Regions from separate parts of the Mus musculus genome. Here all the other regions are linked to region 1. Evidence: chromatin contacts called from public promoter capture Hi-C data. All regions are on one chromosome and are shown on one strand. The core of a region is the stretch at or near the end of the contact, and the rest is flanking DNA. Distances in the headings are between cores, read along the strand shown.

Region 1 (4,935 bases), core at 1,105-3,604:
GGAGGATGTTATTACAGGCTGGCCAGCATGATGACAGTCATCATAGCAATCAAGAGACAGAGCCAGAATTGCTGGGAGCTGGGGGTCACCTTGAGCTACAGTCTTAAAACAACCAAGGGCTATGGACATGGTTCAGCGGTAAAAGCATTACATGGCATCTGTAACGCGGTATATTTCCTCCCCACCTAACTGCATGCACACATAACCGCTTGTTTAGAACCACGGGATATGTTTCTGAGTTGGTTCAGGAGTAAGAGGCCCTTAAAGTCACCAATTAGGCACACATACCAGGATGGCAATAGCCTGTAGACCACTCTAGATTGCTTCATACTACCCACAAGTCTCTGGATTCATGTTCCTAAGAAAACAACTGAACCTAGTTACTGCAGAGTGTCTGGGAGGTTATGATAAGAAACAGCTCCAGGTGTGTCTTGAGATATTTAAAGGGTGGGGCCCAAGCAGTAGCTGTTGGCCTTTAAGATATGTATGTTTTAAGATATGTCCTATTCTAGGCCCAAATGTGTAAACTTGCAAGGTTTGACAATCATTTTTTCTGCCTCAAGTAGGCCCAGGCTGGTCTCAGGACACACACCCCCCACCCCTCCTGCCACACACTCTACACCTGCCTTCCACCTTTTCCGTCGGAATCTCACAACACCCAGCATAAATTAAGGCACTGAGTAGCAGTGTGGGTTCATGCAGCAAAGAGAAGCTGGTAACACTGTGCAAGGCTGTTGCAGCTGTGCAAAACAGACTTCTGTGGGCAAAGATCTAGATTTCTAGAGTCTTGTGTGAACAGGGGCACACAGTCACTTCCTCATCCACCAAAAACTCAGAAAGGAGAAGTTCACGTTTGGGGTTAGGGTGGCCTTAACCGTTAGGCAGTCTGCCCTTGTCTACTGGCTTCCTCCTTCTGGAGTATGGCCTCTGCTGTAACGGCGACTCAAGACTGACCTTAACCATGTCCTGGGACAGGGAGAAAGAAAAGCATAAGGGGCGGGGAAAGGGACGTTTAGGCTCTGGGATTGAGTTCCTTATCCCTGACTATGAGGCTATCCAAAAGGTGACAATGACACAGGACACACAAACAATTCTGATATTCAGCACTTTATTCTTAGTAGTGAAACCACCTTTCATTAGGTGGAAAGGCATCGGGAATGGATGGGACCAGCGCCCATCTGAGGGGATTTTCCTGGAAATCAGGTGTTTCTCCGTGCAAATTTAGAGGAAACACCATCATGGAAGAACCGCCCCCCAGAGTGCAGCCAGTAATCACCAAGCCAATGCCAGGGCCGCCTTAGGAGTTGCCAGACTGCTGGGACAGCAGGGTTTCTATGTCAGGTTCGATGTCGATGGTACGAAAGCGGCGGCTGTACCTGCGCACGGGAACACCGTCGGGGCCCACCAGGAACTTCTCAAAGTTCCAGGCAATGTCGTTGCGGCACACCGGAGACCAAATGATGTACTTGGGGTCGGTCATGAGCGCAGTGGGGTCGTCACTGGGTGTTGGCAAGGCATTCCGCAGGAAGGTAAAGAGCGGGTGAGCCTTCTCACCATTCACTTCGCACTTCTCAAACAATGTAAAATTGGGCTCGAACCCGCCACCAGGTCGGACGTACTTGAGGGAATTCAGAATCTCTTCATTCTTGCCATTCTCCTAGGGAAGACAAAGGCATTTATTTATGTGCTAGGATTTCGGAAAGAATGTGCTTTTTAACTGCAAAACAGAGGTTTCCCGATGAGTCACCAGGAAGTTGCCCTCCTTGTATAACCGAGGATAGGCCTGCATTCCAGCTGTAGTACCAGAGGAGAAAGTAAGCGGTGTCCCGCCCGTGGGAGCCTAGAGCCCAAGGCCACCCATCTCGCCCCATATACCTGGTGTCCGAACTGATTGCACGGGAAACCGAGCACCACCAGTCCACGAGGTCCCAGACGCTTCTGCAGATCGTTCATCTCGGTGTAGTCCCGGATCGTGGTGCCTCAGAGAGACGCGACATTCTCAATGAGCAGCACCTTGCCCCGCAGGGAGCCCAGGCTCACAGGCTCCCCGCCCGTCAGCGGGCGCGCGGAGAAGGCATACACGGTGGACTGTGCCGCCGCGGAGAGCCGAGCAGCACACATACTGGAGATGTTGGGACTCAAACGTGGAATCCGTACTAGCGCTCACAGGGCCCTGCACCTCCTTTTAACTGGATGGTGCTGAGATCACGTGGCATCGCTTTCTTTCCGGCTGGCAGCCAGCTCTAAGTCTCAGGGTCCCGCCTTATCCGGCCTCTACCCTCCCCCCATCGAGGAACAGGGAAGAGGGTGCGGCCGGGCTAAAGCGCCTGGAGGTGCCTAGGGCGGGTCTGGTCTAGCTCCTGTAGCACTAGTCTGGAAGGAAGCTGCTTGCTTAGGCGGGGATCTTCCAGCTCTGTCTTACTCAACCGTTTCTTAATTAGTCTAGAGTCCCGCCTAGGAAGATGGCCTCTGGCAATAACAACGGCTAAAGCAGCTCACGCACAGCTCCCTTATATTGTGTAACTTTACCCACACGTTTCTAGTCATAAGGTTATAGGGTTTTAAAAACATAAGTTTAATTACACTTATTGTTTAATTAAATCGAAGGAGCATGCATGTTGAGGTCAGAGTTGGTTCTCTCCTTCCACTCGGTGATAATTTGGGAATTGAACTCAAGAGGAGCTGCGTCGCATCAGGTGGCCAGTGTTTTGTTTCTGAGACAAGGTCTCTACAGAGCCCTGGCTCGCCTGGAACTCCAAGTGCATGTTTTCGTTTTGTTTTGTCTTGGGGGGTGTCTCCATCTCATCAGTGTTTCTGTATGCAGTCTTGGCTGTACTAAGGCTTGTTCAGTAGCCCAGGCAGGCCTAGAACTCAAGAGATTTACCTGTCTCTTTGCTTTCATCCCGAGTGCTGGTACTAAAGGCTTGTACCACCCATGCCTGACTTTTTTTTAGTAGCACTAACAGCGCTATCAAAGGCAATTTCTTTTGGTTGTTTTTGTAAGGGTGGACAGCAGTGCAGGACTCCCTGCTCCAGACTCTAACCTAGCTCCTCTCAGAACACGTGCTTCTAGTGGTCCTAGATTCCTGCCCCCAGTGCAGTTTGGTCTTAGTCCAGAAAACCCAGCCCCTCATGTCCCCTCTATGACATTCCACTCCACTTTTTTTTTTTTTTTTTTTTTTTGTCTTTTTTAGACAGGGTTTCTCTGTATATCCCTGGCTGTCCTGGAACTCACATTGTAGACCAGGCTGGCCTCGAACTCAGAAATCCACCTGCCTCTGCCTCCCGAGTGCTGGGATGAAAGGCCTGCGCCACCACACCCGGCTTCCACTCCACTTTTTAGATTTGAACGTGTCACAGGGAAACCACTTCCATGTTCTTGGGAGGAGACAAAAGGTTAGTCTAGAAGAGGGAGGGAGTAGGAGGAGCTGGTGCCATTCAAGAAGCCTCTCCAGGGGAGTCTTTCCGGCGAAAGCAACACACAAGAGAATACAGGAAATTTAGAAAACTGCCTTTATTCTATTAGTTGGAAAAATTAACTGGTACAGAAAAATGTTTAGTCAGCTGGAGAGAAGAGACCCCCCCACCCCCACCCACTGCCACCCATAAGAACTGGTGGCTCCTCTGGGAGGCAACTTGGATACAGTGTGGAGAAAGGAGCACTGTGACTTAGAGCCAGACCCTGCAGTCCAGGTGAGAAAGGCTATGCCACCTCCAAAGTATAACTGCCTCAGGCGGGAAACCAAATTCCTACTTAGTCCAGTCTGGAAAGGGGTACTAGAATGATATATAGGGCTGAATAAGGGATATGGCCATATTTTATCAGAGAAAGTGACAAAATGGGAATTTTAAAAATGAATTCTTCCATCTGACTTTATTTCCAAATACACTTTCTTAAAAAAAAAAAAAAAAAAGAAAAAAAGAAAGAAAGAAAGAAAAAGAAAAGAAGCAATACACTTTCTGTGGGAATGACAAATATCAGTATTAGGAAATCCAATTATACAAAAAATACTACATCTAGTCTGGGGTAGATATATTTATTTTTTGGTAACATACATTAAGTGGCACTAATTACACAGTAACTATAAGGTAACTAACATGAGACCACAGAACTGTAACTCTGCAACAGCTGCGTGGACTTGGGCCTTTCTGGCTGAGCAAGATTTCAAAAAACTGAATACCCACCCCAGAGCTCTGGCAATGGAGTCTGTTAACAAGGAAAGCTCTGAAGTAGTGACTCACCAGAGTTCTTGCAGTTGACAGAAAGTAGGCAGGACATGTTAGTTATAAAGTAGTTACAGCCTAATTCACAAAAGTTACCAACTGTTTCTCTTTCTAGAAAGAAGCAAGAAGTTAAGAAATTCTTTGAATTAGCGCCTGGTGTCAGGTGGAGTGCAGAGAGGGCTGTTAGAGCAGTGTCAGAAGGACCCTGGCTGGTCAGACAGGTTGGACATTATTAATAATCGTGGTTGGCTTCTAAATACTGGTAGCAAGATGACTTCTGATTTGTAATCTTAGGTAAATTATAGATAAATGAAAAGGCCAGTAATCATACACTAAGATTAATAAACAGCACTTCAAATTAACCGCATGAGGCTGCGTTCACAAGGCTTCACAAGATGAGGCACCCAGACTTTTTCTTCCCACGTCTAGCTTGCAGAGCAGCTCTCGTGGCCATCTCAAAAACCTCTCTCACTCCATCTTTGGTCTTTGCTGAACACTCCATGTACCCAAAAGCGCCAATCCTGTTTGCCATATCTCTGCCTTCTTCAGGTTTTACCGGCTCCTAGTTGAAAAGAAAAGAAAAAAAAAAAAAGAAGAGAAAAGAAAACAAGAAAAGAGAAAAAAGTGTTTTCAGCTAATTCTTGTCCTTTTCTGTTTTCTTTTTCTTTCTTTTTTAAAAAAGATTTATTTTATTTATACATATACACTGTA
Region 2 (4,935 bases), core at 1,137-3,636, 490 kb after region 1:
ATGCCTCAGCAGTCATTGTGTTGTGAGGGTCTGAGGAAGCTTGAGTATTCTCAAAAGCCAATGAATGACTTTAATGACTTTTAAGTATGGGAGACACTGTGGTTAATGGTAACATTCTAATTTTTGTGTTAAATTTTATTCCTTATGAATATTTAAGCTTGCTTATGATGAACCAGACATAAATAATGTTAGTGTTATTGGGAACCAATAGAAGCTTTTATGTTCTGAAAATCCACTAAATGTACGTTCTACTGTTTAGGTTAATGTTTTAAATTTCTATTTACTTTATGAAAGGGCTTGGTACTCCTGAGGAGACAGTTTTTTGGAAAAGAGTGCTTGCTATTAAGAGGACCTCAGTTTAAATCCCTAGTATATTAAAAAAAAAACACACAAAAAACAAAAAAAACCCAAAAACCCAACCAAATGAAAGAAAACATGTTTTTGTAACCTGTGTTGGGTGGAAATTGAAGTAAGCTCAGTCCATTTAGTCTAACTGAAACTGTAAACTTCAGATTCAGTGAGAAACCCTGTCATAAAAAATAAGAAGAGAGCCATAGAAGATGCCCAGTGCACTCCTCCAGCCTCTGCATACATGCACCCATGCAAATGCACCCCACACATGTACAGATATAACACCCAAATAATAAATTAAAAAACAAAAGATAGAAAGGGAGTGGTGATGGTATGGTGATGGACCAGTCCTCCTGAGCTGAGTTACCTAGTGTTGGTTGTCTTTGGCCTCCTACTGTGGGGGTGGAGTTTGAGCTCAGAAGGGTCTTATGATAGAATCAGTATGTCTTGGGAGGAGAATCTTGAGTTGATTCTGATAATCTACATGTTCTTGTTGTCTTGCCAAGCAGTAGATAGCTCTTTAACCATTTTTATTTCCTTTTTCACGTGCCTTCTCTGGGATTCCCCGGTGTCTAATTGCCTACTTAAGTTCCTTGATTTTTTTTTGATTTGTTGAAATAGGTTCTCATTCTAAGGCTACTCTTAAATTCAGGATCATCCTCCTCAACATTCCAAGCAATGAGATTAATAGTTGTAGACCACCCTTTATGGCTGTCTCTTGATCTTTGATAAAAGCCAAAATGTGTAAAATGCTCTAGTGATTAGGCAAAGGAAAGATGCTGAGTAGTTTGAAAGGCTGGGCAACTCTTATTTATTTCTCCTTTATTTTTATTTTGTTTTTTGTTTGTTTGTTTTTTTGTTTATTCAAGACAGGGTTTCTATGTAGCAACCCTGGCTGTCCCAGAACTCACTTTGTAGACCAGGCTGGCCTTGGTACACTCAAGAGATCTGCCTGCCTCTGATTCCTAAATCCTGGGATTAAAGGCATGTGTTACCACTTACCAGCTTGTTTATTTTCTTGAGTTATATGATGGATGTTTTGTTGAAATGTGTATAGATCATATGCATGCCTGCTTCCCAAAGAGGCCAGAAGAGGGTGTCAGATTCCCTGGAACTGGAGTATACAGGTTGTGAGCTGTCACATGGGTTCTGGGAACCAAACCTAGGGTTTCTGGAAGACCAGCAAGCGCCTTTAACTATCTCTCCTGTCTCATTTATTCTTTTTTGTTGTCCCTTTTCTAACTGTAAGTATTTTAAAATGTTTTATTGCAATAAAAAGTTAGCTTGAGGCATTAGAATCTTGTCAGCTTTTTTATTTTGGACATGAAGATAATGCCTAAAGAACTAATGTTCTAGGTGACTTTCAGCTTTAAGTTCTTACATAATTTAGCTTGGTGTAGATCACCTAACATGCTTTGTGGAATGATTCATGTTGCCTTCTGTGATAATATACTCTTGGATAGTTATTGGGCCCAGATGAGGATCTTTCTGAGTAGAGGCCCAATAGAGCTGGCATTAATGCTGCTACTGGTCACAATGATATACAATGAGTCCTTTCTGGACTATACTCAATTGGATTAATTACAATCCATGATGTAGATATAATAAAATATTTGGGAATCTTTACCATTGTGTGCAGCAATTAGAAAGACACTTCCTGGAACTTACAAGACATTTTATATTTTGAGGCCGAGCATGGTTGTTTATTATAATCTAGTATTCAGGAAGCAGAGGGAATAGAGGGTTACTTCAAATTCAACACCAGCCTGGTCTACATAGTGATTTCTAGGTTAGCCAGGTTATTATATAACCAAGTCCTGTCTGAAAATCAAAAGAAAAACCAAACAACCAAACAGAAAATTGCACTGATTACCCCTGACTCCACATGTGTAGTAATTGTCATAATGACCTTGGAATTTTAAGTTCCTTGGCTGTAGAAACTGGGAATTTTTGTAGTATGTTACCTTTGTTAGCTTATCTGGTATTGCGGATTTTCCCTGTTGCAGGACTGGGTGAAAGCTTTTTCTGCAGCAGTCATGTTGAAAACCTTGTGTTGACTTACCTCGTGTTCTGAAATGGGAGCATAAAAGTTTACTCGGACACCTCATCTTAAAATAGCAAAACTTGCTGTTTTCTGCAGATCTAGGACCTTGTTACAGAACTCTGCCCCCCAAAATATGTTTACAGAAGAATATGCTGTGATTAGAGAAGAATATGCTGGTGTGTAGATTTCAAACTCTCTGGACAATATGAATAACCCTGTCTTTGTTTCTACAGTGGGAGCCAAGAAGAAAGGTTTGCTCCCGGGTGGAACAGGGATTATCCTCCTCCTCCCCTTAAGAGTCATGCTCAAGAGAGACACTCTGGCAACTTTCCTGGCAGAGATTCACTTCCCTTTGATTTCCAGGGGCATTCAGGACCTCCCTTTGCAAATGTAGAGGAGCATTCTTTCAGCTATGGAGGTAGAGATGGACCACATGGTGACTATCAAGGAGGGGAGGGACCTGGACACGATTTCAGAGGGGGAGATTTTTCATCTTCGGATTTCCAGAGTAGAGATTCAGCACAGTTGGACTTCAGGAACAGGGACATACATTCTGGGGATTTTCGGGATAGAGAAGGACCACCTATGGACTACAGGGGTGGAGATGGTACTCCTATGGATTATAGAGGTAGGGAGACACCTCATATGAATTATAGAGACAGGGATTCTCATACTGTTGACTTTAGAAGTAGAGATGTCCCTCCAACTGACTTTAGGGGGCGGGGCACATATGATTTAGATTTTAGAGGCCGAGAGGGATCCCATTCAGATTTTAGGGGAAGAGATTTATCAGATTTGGATTTTAGATCCAGAGATCAGTCTCGTTCTGATTTTAGGAACAGAGATGTATCTGATTTGGACTTCAGGGATAAAGATGGAACACAGGTGGACTTTAGAGGCCGAGGTTCAGCTACTACTGATCTAGACTTTAGGAACAGGGATACACCACATTCGGATTTCAGAGGTAGACATCGTACTAGGACTTACCAAGATTTTCGGGGCAGAGAGGTAGGACCTTGTATGGAATTTAAAGATAGGGAGATGCCTCCTATGGATCCAAAAGTTTTGGATTACATTCAGCCTTCTCCACAAGAGAGAGAACATTCTGGTATGAATATGAACAAGAGAGAAGAATCCATACATGACCATGCAATGGAAAGACCTGCTTTTGGTGTTCAGAAGGGAGAATTTGAGCATTCAGAAACAAGAGAAGGAGAAACACAAAGTGGAACTTTTGAACATGAATCTCAATCAGACTTTCAAAACAGCCAAAGTCCAGTTCAAGAACAAGATAAGCCAAAGCTTTCTGGAGGTGAACAACAGAGTTCAGATGCTGGTCTGTTTAAAGAAGAAGGTGATTTGGACTTTCTTGGCCAACAAGACACTGATTACAGAAGCATTGAATACTGTGATGTGGATCACAGGTTGCCAGGAAACCAGATTTTTGGCTATGGCCAGAGCAAGTCATTTTCTCAGGGCAAAATGTCCAGAGATGCCCAACAAGACCTTCAGGTATGTTGATGAGGTGATTCATAATCCTTTTGTCAAGGTTGAAGTATAGAATAGAAGATGTTTAGTCACTAAAGCCTTCTTATACAACCACGCAAAAGGAAATTCTGTAATTGAGAGTAGAATATAGGAGTTTAAACATCTAAAAAAGGCCCTTGGCTCAGAACATGTTTTCGATGTGTGTTTGTTTAATCATTCTTTTGCTTTATTGTGCTTGTTTAAATGTCCTGTGTTAAATTGATTTCAAATGATCAATCTTTGGGGAGTGGCTCTTAATACTATTGCAGTCCCTGTGATTTAGGATTTATTTCCTTATTTATGTTCATTTAGAGAATACTTAGTATTTTTTGCAGTCATGAGGATATGATGATGTTAATGTTTTATACACGTTTCCTCTTATAGCTAGCTTACTCAGCTTAAAGGTTAAGTTTCTTGAATATAAGCAAGTACAGTTATATTTGCAATTTAATTATGAAAATTATCTTAAAATAGATTTTACCCATCTCCACTTAGGTTTCCTATGTGATTTTTTTTTTTTTTTTTTTTTAAAGACAGGGTTTCTCTGTGTAACCTTGGTTGTCCTGGAACTCACTCTGTAAAACAGGCTGGCCTTGAACTCAGATCTACCTCTCTCTGACTCCCAGGTGCTGGGATTAAAGGCATGAGCCAACACCTGTTTTTTTTATTTTTTGTTTTTTTTTTTTTTTTAAAGATTTATTTATTTTATTTATATGAGTATACTACTGCTCTCTTCAGACATGCCAGAAGAGGGCATTAGATCCTATTACAGATGTTGTGAGTCACCATGTGGTTGTTGGGAATTGAACTCAGGACCTCTAAAAGAGCAGTCAGTGCTCTTAACTGCTGATCCATCTCTCCAGCCCCTGTTGTTGATCTTAATACTTAGTAACCAAATAGTATGTTTTGAGAATTTTATTTTCTTTAATTAGTCTTAGCATACTTATAATCCAGTGATATTAGGGAGAATGAGAGATTATAATTGCTCATATCTTCACCATAATGCAAATCAC
Region 3 (4,935 bases), core at 1,661-4,160, 450 kb after region 1:
GTCTATATCCAATAGTTGACTATTACTTTTTTATTTTGTTTTGTTTTGAGACATGGTTTCTCTGTGTAGCTCTGGCTGTCATGGCACTCACTATGTAGACCAAGTTATCTTTAAACTCAAGAGAGTCACTTGTCTCTGCCTCCTGAGTGCTGGGATCAAAGGGGAATGCCTCCACCACCACCCAGCACACCGGGTTCAATAGTTGACCATTTCTTATCTCTTCCCTGATTACCTGGTGGGTCTAAGCCGCTATTATCCCCCTAGCAAATAATTGTCACAACCTCCTAACCAGTAGTAATGTGTCCCAGCAGGTCGGCCTTTGTAATCGAGGTGAGCCTCTGAAAGGTAGGTCGGGTCAGGCCCTTCCTCTGCTCACTACTACTACCTCACTTAGCAAGAAAGTCACTTCCCCCAACGGCACACCAGGCCCCTCAGTTGATCCCTTCTCCTTCATTTCTCGGAGCTTATTTTCTACCCTTTCTTCCTGCCCCCTTTCTACATCAGCCCAGCGTAGCCGGAACTCTTCACTTGACCTTTGCCCTCAGTCTACCTACACCCTAAGTCTCTTCCTAGGCTAGCACAGTGACTCACTCCCTCACTTCATGCTGCTGTCGGAATACCTTATCAGCAGTATATCTGCTCACCAGGGCTTTTCTTTCCCTAGATTGAAGGTCACTCTGTGGCCTGCTACATTAGACATGTGCAGGAGGAATTAAATCGGCATTTAACACATCTTTGGAGGATAAAGAAAAGAAAAGGTGTGTGAAGAACACCCAGTTCAAGTGTACCTGGGGTCAGGCAAGAAAACTCTTGCCTGTGGAGACAGCTTGTCCTTGGAAGTAGTCAGGAAAAGCAGCTCTGCAGTTGGAGGAACTGGTTTTACTGGTCCGTTTTCTTACTTATAAAATGGTACCGAATGGCTGCAAACAGCCAGGAATGATGTATGGGGTGGGAAGATTAAATGAGATAATACATGTGGCCTGGCTATACAGAGTAAGCATACCCTATACTCAGCTGAAGCTATTAGCACATTGTGGTTATTCTTAGCACTCAGACTGCATTTACACACAGGTCCAGTGGTCTCTGTCCTGCCAATCAATCCTTTAGAAGATTTCTCAGTCAGCCAGGGCCTGAGGAATGACCTGATCAAACATACTTCTGACCTCAGGAAGCATGAGCTCTAGTTTGAGGGACCCCTCCTTCTGACCCCCTCTCCCCTGCCCCAGGACATCAGGTCAAAGAGCCACGGGCCTCAGCCTCCCCGGTATCAAGCAAGCTGTTCTTACCTTCTCTGCAGTTGCAGAGCCAGGTTGCCAGTTCTCAGCTGCTTCTAGCTATCTCTCCCAAATTTATCTACCTCCTAGGTCTGCACAATGCCCTCTCTGTGGCTTTGTACTTCTGCCTTCAAACTCCAAACAAGTTCTACACCAGCTATGCCGTCCTGACAACATGCTCCTTCAGGACACTTTTTGTGCTTCTGAGGGTTAAATAAATCCAGTGTTCCTGAGTGTCCCCAGCATAGGACCTGCACAGGGAACGGAGCAGGGCCAGCTGTCTAGAGCTAGCCGGTGCTTTTTTTTTTTTTTTTTTCCACAAAAGTTCTCCTTCTATGTGAGATCATATAGCATTTTTATCCTCTCCAAGGTCAGTCTGGGGTTCCAACCAGAAGGCCTGGTGAAGCGAACCGTTTTCTGGATACCCACACACTCAGGCAAGAAGGCTGAGTGGAGCAGATAAAGCCCACCTCCCACCTCCAATAGACTTTGATTTCTGCAGCAAGTGCTCCTGGAAAAGCTGGTCCTGAGCCGTTATGCAAGGGAGGTGTCTGAGAACAGCTCCAGTGGTCTCTACAGGAACACTTTTTAGGCAGTTCCTCTAAGTGCTCCCAGGGCATGCAACTTTTCCTAGAAGCCTCTAGCAGAGCCTATGAACAAAATCACCAAGAACAAAAACAAACAAACAAACAAAAAGCTGATGCTGTCCCTCCTTCCAATGCGCCTCCCTCCTTCAGATTGCTCCTGAGAGAGGAGGGTCTTGCAAAAGCCCCTCCTTACTAGCTTCAAACAACCTTGATCTTTTTTCCTGTTCTAACAGCGCTTCAAATTTGATCTTGACCCCTTTGGTCCACTTGGGAGGACGACTCAGAAAGTCTGACAGTCAGGGCTCAATTGGGACTGTGATGTGGCTGCTTCAGCAGGATGCCTCCAGGATCTACAATGAGCCTAGTTCCTTGTCACCTCTAGAGGCCACTCCCCTTCCTGACAAAGGCTGCTCACAGTTCCCAAGCAAACTCTACCTAGAAAGGGTTGGCTCACCCTTTCAGACCTGCCTGCCTCGCTCCACCATCCTCCTTTTAAAGAGAACTCTGTGGGCCGAATATGTCCGAATTGGGGGTTGGTGTCTGCTGCCTATGGGACATTGCTCTCCCGGCCAAAGGATGAGTTCTCGCCTCATCTTTCTTAGTGCCTAGCTGGGACCAGCCGGCTAAAGGACCCCAAAGAGCCGCAGTACCCCTATCGGGGCAGTAGATGGCCGGGACACCCCCCCCCCCTAGTTTTCAAGCCCCTCCCTCTAAAGATGACAGCTTGCCCGCCTCTCGCCGCCCCCAGGCCACGTGGGTTAGCAGTCGAACTCACCTGTTTCTTGGGGAAACACAGGACCTACCGAGGGTACCAGTCACTGCCCTCTGCCAGACCCCTGGGGAGATATAAGTGTCCAGCAGTGCCTGGCCTCAGAGTGCAACTTCGCGGGGCTACCGCCCCTGGAGGATACAGACATGGCCACAGCGGAGGAACCGATCTCTCCTGCCGACCCTTAACCGGCCACCGGCGCAGGAAGACAGCTTTCACCGGCCTCTGGTGGCGGAGGCCCGGTTCCAGCCTCTTGGCCAGCCCCAGCCCGCCCCTGTGTGCATTGTGGGAAATGTAGTCCGTAACTCTCCGCAGCCTTAAAGCTGCGGGAGCGGTTCCGGGCTCCCGAGCCTGGCGATGCCAGAGGCGGGGTCTGACCTAGGACCCGGGTTGCCTCACCTGGCACCGCCTTCTTCCGTGTCTTAGAGGCGGGTCCTCTACCCTTCCCCCCAAACACCCACTAGATGTTTACTTTAAGGGACCAGAACGAACGTCAGTATTTCCCCACCGATCATGGAAAGATGATAAGTTTAGGGAGCTGGATAAATGCCACTAGTGAGCACAACCACATAGACTGTACAAGACGCGGACGTGTTGAAAAGACTCAAAAATTGTTGCTTAAAAAGACCTTAAGTCTGGTCACAGTATATTATTTTAAGGCAATAGAAAGCACAATTCTCAACAATTCACATAAACTGACCCGGGGAGCTTTTAAAAAAACATTAATGCCTGGACACTATCCTATAGATTTTTACTTAATGGGATGAATGTGAGGTACGAGGCATCGGAGTTGTTTGAAAAAGCTCCTGGGTGATTTCTAAGGGCAAGGAACCACTGCTTATAATTTCCTAGACACAAAGTAATAAAAACAGGAAAACAAGTTTTCCCAGCAGCCCTTATTTCTGGTGAATAGTTTGAAGAAGCAAAATTAGGGAATGGCTAGTATTACTTATATTTTATCTGAAGCAATTTGCTTACTTTTCAAGCTTCATGGTTAGTCATCCCAATAGTTCTGAGATAAAGGACAAAGTCAAAAACCTCTGACTTTTCCTTGCAGTTTGACAGGCTCCCTAAGGAGGTCGGAGAAGTTGGGGATCTCTCTCTTCTCTCTCTTCTCTTCTCTCTCTCTCTCTCTCTCTCTCTCTCTCTCTCTCTCTCTCTCCCTCCCTCCCTCCCTCTCTCCCATGCGAATTTGAAATCTGGCTCCATAATACTGGCATATGTGTGCTCTCTCTCTCTCTTTCTCTCTCTCTCTCCCTCCCTCCCTCTCTCCCATGCAAATTTGAAATCTGGCTCCATAATACTGGCATATGTGTGACTGACATGATGACAACCTGTGACCTTTTCCTGGAGATAGTTTCCACAGGGTTACCAGACCCTTAAATGCTGGGTAAGGGAAGCGTCCCATGTGAGAGGGAGTTCGTTCCTTTGCAGTGGAGACTGAGAAGGGGAGTGGAACTTCTCCAAGTCTCCATAGGTCTTTCAGGATTTCCTCTCTTTGCTTGCTCTGGCTTCCAGGTTCCTACCTTGAAGCAAATATAATTTATACAAGTTTTCCCTATATACTTCATTTCATATTATTTCACTATACGAGTCTAAAGTAAGAATTTTTGAGCAGGGCGGTGATGGCTCACCCCTTTAATCCCAGCACTTGGGAGGCAGAGGCAGGCAGATTTCTGAGTTCGAGGTCTTCTTTTGTGTGCATATGTATGTTCTGTGTTCATGTATGTGCAAATATGTATGGGAATATGTGCAGGGGTGTGTGTGCACATCTTACGTTGGGTGTTGTTCTAATCAGCTTCAGTTCTCAACTTGACACAGTGTCTGTGGGGAATTGTTTCAGTTGTTAATTGATGCAGGAGTGCCCAGCTCATTGCAATTAGTGTTATTCCCTGGGCAGGTGGTCCTGGGCTACTCAGCTTGAGTGAGCCAGCAAGCAACATGGGTTCCTTCCTGGTTTCTGCTTCAAAAGTTCCTGTGCTGAGTTTCCTTAAGGATCAACTGTGGCCTGTGAGCTGAAATCAGTCCTCTCCTCCCCTCAGTTGCCTTTGGTCAGAATGTTCTAGCACAGCAGCAGAAGGAAACTAAAACTTCCTTGACATTGTCCCACTTTTAGGTCTCATGGAGCCTGGAGTTCACTGGTTGACTAGACTGCCTTGGCCAGCAAGCTCCAGAGATCCACCTGTCTCTGTAGCCCCAACACTGAGGTTAGAGATTCCCACCTCTGTGTTTGGCATCTCCCTAGGTACTGCTCATGCTTGTATAACAAGCACTTAGCCGGGCGTGGTGGTGCATGCCTTTAATC

The links. Promoter capture Hi-C pulls out the DNA fragments that hold promoters and counts their contacts. Capture Hi-C pulls out chosen DNA fragments and counts their contacts.
Region 2: a contact with region 1 is called in a promoter capture Hi-C map of liver, with 2.4 times the contacts expected there. The contact joins the enhancer-like site here to the promoter of Gpx1 in region 1. A contact is called at or near these places in 4 of 39 promoter capture datasets (the C10 cell line, hippocampal neurons, liver and 1 more), 1 of 15 datasets of contacts at CTCF or cohesin (the NIH/3T3 cell line), 1 of 484 Hi-C or Micro-C datasets (CD4 T cells), 3 of 115 datasets of contacts at active chromatin or transcription factors (bone marrow-derived dendritic cells, bone marrow-derived macrophages and large pre-B cells) and 2 of 9 other capture datasets (adipose tissue and liver).
Region 3: a contact with region 1 is called in a promoter capture Hi-C map of adipose tissue. The contact joins the promoter of Mon1a here to the promoter of Gpx1 in region 1. A contact is called at or near these places in 3 of 39 promoter capture datasets (the C10 cell line, neutrophils and pre-B cells), 4 of 115 datasets of contacts at active chromatin or transcription factors (bone marrow-derived dendritic cells, bone marrow-derived macrophages, large pre-B cells and 1 more) and 3 of 9 other capture datasets (adipose tissue, liver and pancreatic islet).

The regions. Positions count from the first base shown.
Region 1 is chr9:108,336,499-108,341,433 of GRCm38.p6, reverse strand. It overlaps Gpx1 (glutathione peroxidase 1), which reads right to left and starts at 2,354. Exons shown (of 2, transcript NM_008160.6): 1 at 1,876-2,354; 2 at 1,092-1,657. The coding sequence starts at 2,121. The coding sequence ends at 1,298. It overlaps Rhoa (ras homolog family member A), which reads right to left. Exons shown (of 6, transcript NM_016802.5): 6 at 3,491-4,786. The coding sequence ends at 4,613.
Region 2 is chr9:107,851,097-107,856,031 of GRCm38.p6, reverse strand. Rbm6 (RNA binding motif protein 6) reads left to right here. Exons shown (of 21, transcript NM_011251.3): 3 at 2,629-3,907. Among named protein-coding and RNA genes, the nearest start is that of Rbm6, 19 kb to the left of the region's middle. Within about 2 kb of position 2,386, at least 3 of the 459 cell types and tissues checked have an H3K27ac peak or open chromatin away from gene starts, as enhancers often do. A contact at or near this core is called in liver, where this site is marked.
Region 3 is chr9:107,886,104-107,891,038 of GRCm38.p6, reverse strand. It overlaps Mon1a (MON1 homolog A, secretory traffciking associated), which reads right to left and starts at 2,910. Exons shown (of 6, transcript NM_028369.3): 1 at 2,637-2,910.